Linked DNA regions of Sus scrofa: region 2 is linked to region 1. Evidence: chromatin contacts called from public HiChIP or PLAC-seq data. All regions are on one chromosome and are shown on one strand. Each heading gives the region's core, a stretch centred on a gene start, on an enhancer-like site or on the middle of the called end of the contact. The rest is flanking DNA. Distances are from core to core; before and after follow the strand shown.

Region 1 (5,430 bases), core at 796-3,295:
TATTTTAACAAATTACAAAAATGTTTAGTATGCTAGTCTAATATAAGAACCCTATTCCCACCCAATAATGGTAAATAAACCCAGATGTGTTAGCTTTTGGAGAATAAACTTCCATTGTGGTTATTTTTTAAAAACCAAATCTTTATTAATTCCAAGCCAAATGGAATGATTTTTTTTTAAAAGTATATTTATGGCAGCTGTACAAACCTATTCCCATGGAAACAGATTTGGATACGTTTGTATTATTTGGATGACAGTCATGTATTCAATCTTTTTTTATCCCGATGTTTATAATGTTCCTAACATCTCAGTGTTAGAATATTTCAGTGCTCTCAGGTCTCTGAACTCTTCCACATAATGTATGCTAAAGATGTTAACATAGTGACTGTACGGATAACCTCTTAATTGTTATACACTGAAAAAAAAATTGTGAGAAGGGAAGCTACTAATTCTAGAAGTTTCTTTGATATCTAGAAGTTGTTAGCTATTTTAACATTTTCATGCAGGGATCTGTACAAAGGAATGCCATTAAATACACATTATTTTTAACTTTTGCAGTTCCAATTTCTTCTAATACATAACATTACACGATAGATTTAACCCATTTTCACTGTCATCTAACAAAAGTAACAAACAAGCCATGAAAGCTTTAATAAATACGTCTGTGGTTGCTGTTCTTATTTTTGAAATAGAAAGCCTAACATCAGGTAAAGGAAACTCAATTAGTCTAAATGTGTTAAGATCGGCCCCTAAGTTCTAACACGCTGCATTGATTTCCTTCCTGAAAGCAGAAATGCAAACGAACAAACCACCTGCTTTTGGACAGCTCAACTTAGGACTTGCTCTCAAGCCAATCGAATTTTCTACAAAACCTTAAGCAATAACTAAGCATAACTTCTCCCTGATTAAATGCGCCAAACTGTGGAGCAGGAAGTCATGTACAACCCTAAAAGTTGGTTTTTAATATAACTCTTATTTTGGACGATTCTCGGAGGGGGCTGCAAAGAGGGAAGTAACAGAGCGAATAACGAGTTCTTCCAAAACGAGGAGCTCTTATCGGAGGTAACAAGTTAAGCACTGCCCCAAAGACCCTCTTAGAACCAAAACAAATAAGAGAGGAAAAAAAAAGATTTTGGATCCAGGAAGTAGGATCATCCTCCCTAAGAATGTGAAGCGAAGAGGCCCAGGCAGTGTTCAACATCCTGACCCTGGCTTTTAACTCCATCCGTTTTGGAGAGGCAGAGGATGAAAGCACCAGCCGTAAGGTCTATTTCTCTCAGCACTTCGCTGAACCCAGCTGCAGCCGGGCGCATCTTCCTTCTCGATCCGGTCTCTTCAGCCTCAGAGAGCCCCCTCCTCTTTTCTGCCACCCAGTCTCTCTCTACCCGCCACTCCCCACGGACCCCGGCCCGAGACGTGCCTCCCGGAGGCCTCAGCTGTCCGAAACCCGGCCCCTTGACCACGGGGAGTCCCGGCCTCGAGAAACCGGCCAGCTGCTGTCGCCAGAGGGTAAGGTTACCGCTCGGCTACCGGTCTGCGACCCGGCCACCTGCAGGGCCTGGCAGGCGCCCGAGCTTCCCCTCCTTCCGCGGCCCGCGCCGGACAGGACGGGCTCGGCCGCCCCCGGGAGGCGGGGCAGGCCGGTGGCCCCTCGCGACCTGTGGTAACCCCCATGGTTCCCGCCGACCCCGCCGGCGGGCCCCCACCCGGGCTCCCGGGCGTCCTGTGCGGCGTCAGCGCCGCCCCCACAGCCGCTTACCCGGGCCGGGACAGTCTTGCGTCTGAGAGACCGCGCAGCGCGAGAGCGCCGGGGAGGTGGCCGGAGAGGAAGGGGAGCGCGTCCAGCACCGCTTCGACCTCCTCCACCCGCCAAGGAGGGGAAAAGGGAGAGCCGAGAGCACAACAGCCCGCGCCTCACACCCGCCGCCGCCGCCGCCGCCGCCGCCGCGCGCGCCCGCCGCCGCCTCAGCCTTGGGGGAGGCCACTACGCCTCGTGCTCGCGCACGCCGCGCTGCTCTCCCAGTCGCCCCAGCGCCGCCCGCTTCTCCCTGCTCCCGCCCACTCGCCTTCCTGCTGAGGCCTCCTCCCCGCCCCCACTCTCTAGCGCGCCTGCCCCTCTTCCGGCCGCGCGGGCCAATGGCAGCGCGCCCCTATTACATAAGTGGAGAGGCGGGGCCTGCAGGCTGAAGGCGGCCCCTCAGAGAAGGGAACTGCAGGGGACGTCGCGCTCTGTCCTCTGTGCCCCTCCCCTGCCGCGTGCTCTCTCCGGGCGGCTTTAGCCGGCCCTGGGACCCGCGTGATCTCGGTCCTGGCTGGTGACGGCCCGCAGTGTGATTCACAAGTCGCTCGCTCACTCATTCGGGCGGTGGCCGGGCCTCAGCCCCTGCGTCCCAGGTCACGAGCCTCCCACCTCGGCGGCGCCCTCCTGTGTCCCAGCCTGGGGAGGGTCCCGGTGAGGCGCGCCAGCCCCGCGGCGCTAAGGGTCGCCGACCCGGGAGCCCGCCACCCAGGCGCACTGCCGTCCCCGCCTCCTGTGAGGCCCGGGCGGGCTGGTCGGCCCTTAACTGGGACGTGCAGCCTTTGTTCGCTCACCAGCTGCCCTTTACCTCGTTTCCGGGGAAACCCTGGTTACTCTACGAATCTGGGAATTTTAGAGAGTTCAAGATTCAGGCCTGAGTGTCTCGCTGAAAATTGCCGGCCAGGCCTCCCTGACCATTTTAGTCTAACTACTTAGCAGTTTAATCAGTTGTTACTATTTGGGGGAATTGTGTGTGTGTGTGTGTGTGTGTGTGTGCGCGTGTGTGTTACTTGACTTAGAGGCCACGACGGCTAATTTCCAATATGTGATCAAGAGCATGGCGATTTAGTAATTATTAAATCTGTTTATCTGGAAAGGCCTTTTAGACCTTGGCTTTAGTCTGCTGCTTCCCTCCTCCCCCCTCCCCTCGCCTCCGCCGCCGCCACCCAACACACGTTTGTTTCAAATTAGAACTACAGATCCAACAACAAAGGAACTCTTGGCATTTGACATTCTCACCTTGCCTCCGCTCTCCTAATTTATCTGTCAGCGCCCAGGAAATGGTAGTTGAATGTAAATACATGGCAAGTTACTAGGATAACTTGGGTGGACCGGGGTATATATATCACAGAATTGTTGAAAATAGCCAGGGAGGAGTTAACTGCTTAATGAATTTGGGTGGCATACAACTTGTTCAGTCGTTCCTTTTCCTCCCCACTTCAGGTCCTCTCACTTTTCACACCCTCCCTTCCATATTGCAGTTTTAAACGACAGGTTCAAATTTTAATCTCTCTCCAGTGCTCAATTGTAAGCTCATTTTCGCCGCTGCATACCCAGTGCTTAGCAGTATATGAAATATAGTAGGGGGTGAGTAAATGGCTATTGATCAGATTAACTGATGTGTATCAAGAAAGCAGAACTGGGAGTCCCCATCGTGGCGCAGTGGAAACAAATCCCACTAGGAACCATGAGGTTTCGGGTTCGATCCCTGGCCTTGCTCAGTGGGTTAAGGATCCAGCGTTGCTGTGGCTGTGGTGTAGGCCCGCAGCTGTAGCTCCGATTGGACCCCTAGCCTGGGAACCTCCATATGCCGCGGGTGCAGCCCTAAGAAGACAAAAAAGAAAAGAAAGCAGAACTTATCGATGTATGAAGCCATAGCTTAACTATTAAGTCACCATAACTGTATAATTATATTAACCTGGCTAATAGGAAGGAAGCACATGAGGCACTTGGGAAACCTAAAGACAGGAAATTGGAAGAGTTGTGTTTCTCTAGCCATGAAAGAGACTGGACGATGAAAAGGACAGGGAAATCTGATTGGCAAAGCTGTCTTTTTAACTAGATAGGTGATTTCTGTGGTGAAATAGGATTACCATGTCACTTGTTACCCAGGCCTAGATGAAATATCTGGTAGAGCCAGTGTTTCTTAAATTTTTGAGTTGTACCTCCTTTGAGAATTTGGTAAAAGCCGTAGACTTTGCCCCCAGAAAGTTCATGTATTTATAGATTTATCCTTATTGGTAGAATTTCTTGATGTTGGTTGCTAATGACACTTTGGGCTAGATCATTCTTTGTTTGGGGGCTGTCCTGAGGACTGTAGGATGTTCGGCAACATCACCCTCTTGATGTCAGCAGCACCCCATCTCCAGTTTTGACTATTGAAAATGTCTTCAGACATTACCAAGTGTCCTCTGGGGTCAGACTCTCCCCTGGTAGAAAACCACTACCTAGAGGATATGGTCATTTTATGTGATGGTTAGGGCATTTGAAATACAAAGGGGAAAAAATGCAAAAAGGAATGGCTAAGATTCAGTATCTGTGCCGTGACAAACAGAATATGAAAGGCAGATGAATTGGCATTACTACCAGCTGGTGTCCCACTTATGTTTTAGAAATGTGACAGCAAATGGGATATGAACTCCTTAGAAGAATGTTCATACACGTTTCTAGTTTTAATCATGAATGCTACCGTATTTCTAATGTTTTTCTTCGGCCTTTCGACAATTACTCTAGGTTAATATGCAGTAAGCCTGTGCCTATTTTCTGTCTCAATCACATTCAGATTAAAGGACTTCTCTGAAGACCTGAGAGGCTTATTTATTTATTTGTATTCATGTCACGTTTTCAGAGGTGAAAGTGCTTCTTATATTACTTCTTATATTACTTCTCAGATACACAGATTATTCTGAATCATTTTCCACAATGTATCTGTGACACGTAGGTTAATATCTAAATGTAGGCAAGTGCTCAGCTCGAGGGTTCATTAGAAAACAAAGGAGGTGAGGTCCAGACTCTAGAGGTCCTTCCATCGAGTGACAAATAATAACAGCAATAATGATGATAGTAGACTTAAAAATGTTTCCTTTGCTGGCTCTTCTTCCTCTACTCAATTTCTACTTGTTGAGATTTCTCATCAGGGCTGCAACCTAGATATTCTTGACTTCTCTACACTCTTAGCCCAAGGGAAAAAGTTGTAGCTTTAAATAAGGAACTTCAGATGACCCCACATTTCTATCTCCACTGCAGTCCTCTCCTTTTTTTTTTTTTGTCCTTTTTAGGGCTGCACCCATGGCATGTGGAGGTTCCTAGGCTAGGGGTCTAATCCGGGCTATAGCTGCTGGCCTACACCACAGCTACAGCAACAAGGGATCCGAGCTGCATCTGCAACCTCCACCACAGCTCACGGCAACGCCGGATCCTTAACCCACTGAGCAAGGCCAGGGATCGAACCCGCAACCTCATAGTTCCTAGTCAGATTCATTAACCGCTGAGCCATGACAGGAACTCCCAGTCCTTTCTTCTGATTCCAAATGGCTATACCCAAATGCCGATTTTACATTTCTACTTCAGTGTCTTATAGACATTCCATATTTAGTGCTAAATGGTATTGAATCTAAGCAGCTATTGATTGT
Region 2 (5,430 bases), core at 1,978-4,477, 320 kb before region 1:
GCAACGCCAGATCTGCAACCTACACCACAACTCATAGTAATCCCGGATCCTTAACCCACTGAGCAAGGCCAGGGACCAAACCCCTGTCCTCATGGATACTAGTCAGATTCATTTCTGCTGAGCCACCACAGGAACTCCTGTTTGTTTGTTTTTGAAGTATAACTGCCCTATGACCCTATGTTAGTTCCCGGTACACAACATGGTGATTCAATATTTCTATACATTTCAAAAAGATCACAATAAGTTGCCATCTGTCACCATACGAAGATATGTCCATAATTATTAACTATATTCCCCACACTCTATATTTCATAGCCATGACTAATATATTTCGTATCTGGAAGTTTGTACCTCTTCTGAACTTCATCCTCTCTGGCCACCACCTGCTCTCTGTGTCCGCGACTCTGTTTCTGTTTTGTTACATTTGTTCATTCATTTTTTAGATTTCACATATAAGTGAAACCATACACTATTCATCTTTCTCCAATTTATTTTATTTGGCCTAATACCCTTTAGCTCTATGCATTTTGTCACAAATGACAAGATTTCCTTCTTTTTTATGGCTTTTATCCACTGTATATATATTGCATATCTTCTTTATTTTTTAATTTTGTATGACCACACCCACAGCATATGAGTTCCTGGGCCAGTGGTTGAATCCAAGCCCTGGCTGTGACCTCCGCCACAGCTGTGGCAACGCCGGATCCTTTAATCCACTGTGCCAGGCCAGGTGTCGGACCTGTGTCTCTGCAGCAACCTGAGCTGCTGCAGTTGCATTCTTAAACACTGTGCCACAGCAGGAACTCCTAGAGCACATTTTTGTTCCATTTATTTCTGGATGGGCACTCAGACGGCATTCATGCCTTGGCTATTGTAAATAATGTTGCAATGAACATATGAGTGCATACGTCTTTTCTAATTAGAGTTTTTGCTTTCTTTGAACAAATACCTAAGAGTGGAATTGCTAGATCACATGGTAGTTCTATTTTTAATTTTTGGAAGAAACTCCATACTGTTTTCCAGAAACTCCATACTGTTTTGCACCAATTTACATTCCCACAACCGTGCACAAGTATTCTTTTTTCTCCATATCCTTGCCAGCACTTATTTGTTATCCCTTTGACAGATGTGTGGTAACATCTTATTGTGGTTCTGGTCATCTGAATATCTACTTTGGAAAAATGTCTGTTTAAGTCTTCTGCCCATTTTTTAATCAAGTTGTTTATTTTATTGATGTTGAGTTGTATGAGTGTTTGTGTATTTTAATACTAATCCCTTATCAGGTATATCATTTGCAATTATCTTCTCTCATTCAGTAGGCAGCTTTTTGTTTTGCTGATTGTTTCCTTTGCTGTGCAAGGAAATCAAGGAGAATGATAACTTCACCTTTATGCTTCTTTCTCAGGATTATTTTGGCTATTTAGGGTCTTTATGTTTCCAAACAAATTTTAGAATTATTTGATCTAGGAAAAATGACATTTGTATTTTGAAAGGGATTGCATTGAATCTGTTGAATCCCTGACTAGCATGGTCATTTTAACATTTAACACGAGTCTTTCCATTTGTTTGTATTGCCTTCAATTTCTTGCATTGATGTTTTAGAGTTTTCCAAATACAGGTCTTGTCCCTCCTTAGTTAGATTTATTACTAAGTATTTTATTCTTTTTGACACAATTGTAAATGGCATTTTTTAAAAAATTTCTTTCTGATAATTCTTATTATATGTAGATATGAAATGGATGTCCATATGTTAACTTCGTATCCTGCAACTTTGCTGAATTCATTGATGAGCTCTAGGAGCCTTACGGTGGCATTTTTAGGAACCTCTATCTATAGTATCATGTCATCTGCAAAGAGTGACAGTTTATTCTTTCCAATTAGGATTCCTTTTATTTCTTTTTCTTATCTGATTGCTGTGGCTAGGACTTCCCATACTATGTTGAATAAAAGTGAGAGCAGACATCCTTGTCTTATTTCTGATCTTTGAAGAAATGTTTTCAGCTTTTCACCATTGAGTATGATGTTAGCTGTGGGCTTGTTATATATGGTTTTTTATTATGTATATTCATTTTGTTGTGAGTATTTTCATGAATTGATGATGTTTTGTCAAAAGCTTTTTCTGCCTTTACTGAGATTATCATATGATTAATATCCTTCAGTTTGTTAATGTGTTAGAATATTGAACCATCCTTGTATCCCTAGGATAAATTCCACTTGATCTTGGTATATGATCTTTTTATATTATTGAGCTAAGTTTGCCAATATTTTGTTGAGAATTTTTCAATCTATGGTCATCAGTGATATGGGCCTGTATTTTTTGAGAGAGGGGAGAGGTGTCATATCTTTGCCTAATTTTAGTATCAGGGTGATGCTGACCTCACAGAATGAGTTTAGAAGCATTATTTCCTCTGCAATTTTTTGGAATAGTTTGATAAGAAGAGGTGTTAACTCTTCTTTAAGTGTTTGGTAGAATTCACCTGTGAAACCATCTGGTTCTGGACTTTTGTTTGTTGGGAGTTTTTGGTTACTGATTAAGTTTTATTACTGGTAACTAGTCTGTTCATATTTTCTATTTCTTCCTGATTATGTCTTGGGAGATTGTACATTTCTAATAATTTGTCCATCTCTTCTAGGTTATCCATTTTATTGGCATATAATTGTGGTGATCTCTTATGATCCTTTGTATTTCTGTGTGTCAGTTGTATCTTCTTTTTCATTTCTGATTTTATTTATTTGGGTCCTTCCTCCTCTTTTTTTGATAAATCTGGCTAAAGATTTACCAATATTGTTTACCTTTTCAAAGAATAAGCTCTTAGTTTTATTGACCTTTCTACTGTTTTTTAGCCTCTATTTCATTTATTTCTGCTCTGACCTTTGTGATTTCTTCTACTAAATTTGGGGGTTTTTTTTGTTGTTTTTTTGTTTTTCTTCTTCTAGTTCCTTTTAGGTACAAAGTTAGGTTGTTCATTTGAGATTTTTCTTGTTTCCTGAAGTAGGCTTGTATCACTAGACACTTCCCTCTTTGAACAGCTTTAGGTGCATCCCCTAGATTTTGGGTCTTTGTGTTTTCATTATCATTTATGAGGTACTCCTGAAGCTTAATGTAGGTGAATGCCACTGAAGGTCTCCCCCAACCCATCTCCTGCTGTCAACCAAACAGGAGGAACAAGAAGGAAAACAGAAAACACTGGAACTGGGAAGAGAAACCCCTTCCTCCTGCAGTGTCCCTCCAGTGCCCTCTACTGACAAGGCTTTTAACATCATGTCAGCTACAAAGGACAAAAGTTAAAGGACTCAGATCAATTTTCACAGGTTAGGAAATGAAGTGTGAATTTGGGGCCAAGGCAATAAGTTGGTAACTGGTACAAGTGTTTATCTTTTATGATTATAAAAATCTCATTGACAGCTGAGCCATGTAGTATACTATAATAACTTGTCCTTTCTTACTTGGTTTTTTGTTTTCTCTCAAATTAATAATTGATTTTGTTGTTTTTGTTGCTTTAATTATCATCAATCCCCCAATTCTCCCCCTAGGATGTAAATCTCCTTCCCTTAGGGGAGCAATCGTCTTAGTCCTAAATCTGGCAACATTCAATGCCAGGACTACTAAAATCAGGAAGACATGGCAGCAGAGACCATTGTTAGTATTTAAGGAAGTTTATGCATCCTTAGCAGGAGTCCCAATAATGGCCTTGGGGTCAATTCACAGAGGCCACCGAGTCTTTTCTCTTCCATTTCCTTTCTTTCTACCAAGGTTGATCTCACAAATGCTGTACTTTCTCATTCATTAACTTCCTGCTCTCTTGGCTTCCCAGCATCCTATTTATTAATTAAAACAGAACAGTAAAGGTAGCTAAGCATGAATAGTGGGCCAACACATTGTATTAAAAACAAGAGCAATTGTATCATAATTTAAACTCATTCCATCAACCTCTAACCCCTTAGAAAAGTCCTCAAAACTTTCTGGAATTTCACAGAAGGCATTCACTAAAATTTCAACTTCCTTAAGAACTATCATTCCAAGTAAATAAACCATGTCTTATTAAGTTGTATTCCTTTTCTTTTTAATCACTAGTATCATATCCAAAAAGTAATCCTCATAACAAAGGTATATAATTTTATTATTATTTTTTGTCTTTTTGCCTTTTTCTAGGGCCACACCCGTGGCATATGGAGGTTCCCAGGCTAGGGGGTCTAATTGGAGTATAGCGGCTGGTCTACGCCAGAGCCACAGCAACGCAGGATCTGAGCCACGTCTGTGACCTACACCACAGCTCACGGCAACACCAGATCCTTAACCCACTGAGCAAGGCCAGGGATCGAACCCACAACCTCATGGTTCTTAGTTGGATTCATTAGCCACTGAGCCACGACAGGAACTCCAAAGGTATATAATTTTAAACACCTCTCATAGAAAATGCAGATCCCAGCCATGTCTGCGACCTACATCACAGCTCACAGCTGTGACAGATCCTTAACCCACTGAGCGAGGCTGGGGATGGAACCTGTGTCTTCATGGATACTAGTCAGGTTCATTACCACTGAGCCACAATGGGAACTCCCCCAAGTTTAAGTTCAAATATCTAAATAGTTTTCTTCCAGGGATAGGTTTTTTCCAATGGTCTTGAAAATCAACTACCTTTGGGATTCAAAGGAATGTAAAAGCTATAAATACACATTCAGATGAGTTGATAGTAAATTGCTATACATGGAATGCTGCTCAAACCTGAAATGTTAAGGACACTCACTGTATCCTTTTTTTTAAAAAAGTTGGCTTTAGCCGTCAGTCTTTTACTGAAAGAATGGATATTCCAGAAAGACAAAAAGTAGTTTTCTACAACTGGCAGAGAAAGGGAAGGAAGAAAACTGGCTTCAATAGGCCAATATTCAGATGATGGCAAAACTAGGACTCTTTTCTGGTTAAATGCTTAGAGGCTGTTTGGAAGCTGTATTTGAAGAATAAAATGATTTAAAAAAATAGTATTTTAGGTGGCAAAAAAAAAAAAAAGATCAAACTTTATCCAAATTATATTCCATAATAATTAAAATTTGAATGTAAAATAAAGCAAATATATAAAAGTTTAAGAAGAAAGTGTACGTACATGTTTATCAATCTCTGGCGAGAGGCCTTGCTAAGCTAAACACATCATTAAAGCCAAAAGCATCAAGAATATGATTGACAGACTTGACCACATGAAAATTCAAATTCTACCTGTTACAGACTGAATGTTTGTGTCCCCATAAAAGCCATATGTCAAAGTCCTAACCCTCAATGTGGTGGTATTTGGAAAGGGGGCCTTTGGTTGGTTGGTTGGTTTTTGGCTGCATCTATGGCAGGTAAAATTTCCCAGGCCAGGGATTGAACACAGCAGCCACCCAAGCCATTGCAGTGACAATGTCAGATCCTTAGCCTATTACGCCACAAGAGAC

The links. HiChIP or PLAC-seq counts read pairs in DNA pulled down with a chosen protein or histone mark.
Region 2: an H3K27ac HiChIP or PLAC-seq map of alveolar macrophages shows a contact between it and region 1. The contact joins the enhancer-like site here to the promoter of ZNF706 in region 1. A contact is called at or near these places in 1 of 5 promoter capture datasets (liver), 9 of 47 Hi-C or Micro-C datasets (embryonic fibroblasts, fetal heart ventricle, heart right ventricle and 5 more) and 1 of 2 datasets of contacts at active chromatin or transcription factors (alveolar macrophages).

Annotation. Positions count from the first base shown.
Region 1 is chr4:35,764,702-35,770,131 of Sscrofa11.1, reverse strand. It overlaps ZNF706 (zinc finger protein 706), which reads right to left and starts at 2,045. Exons shown (of 4, transcript XM_003481371.3): 1 at 1,760-2,045.
Region 2 is chr4:36,088,173-36,093,602 of Sscrofa11.1, reverse strand. No RefSeq gene overlaps it. Among named protein-coding and RNA genes, the nearest start is that of PABPC1, 47 kb to the left of the region's middle. Within about 2 kb of position 3,227, at least 1 of the 83 cell types and tissues checked has an H3K27ac peak or open chromatin away from gene starts, as enhancers often do. A contact at or near this core is called in alveolar macrophages, where this site is marked.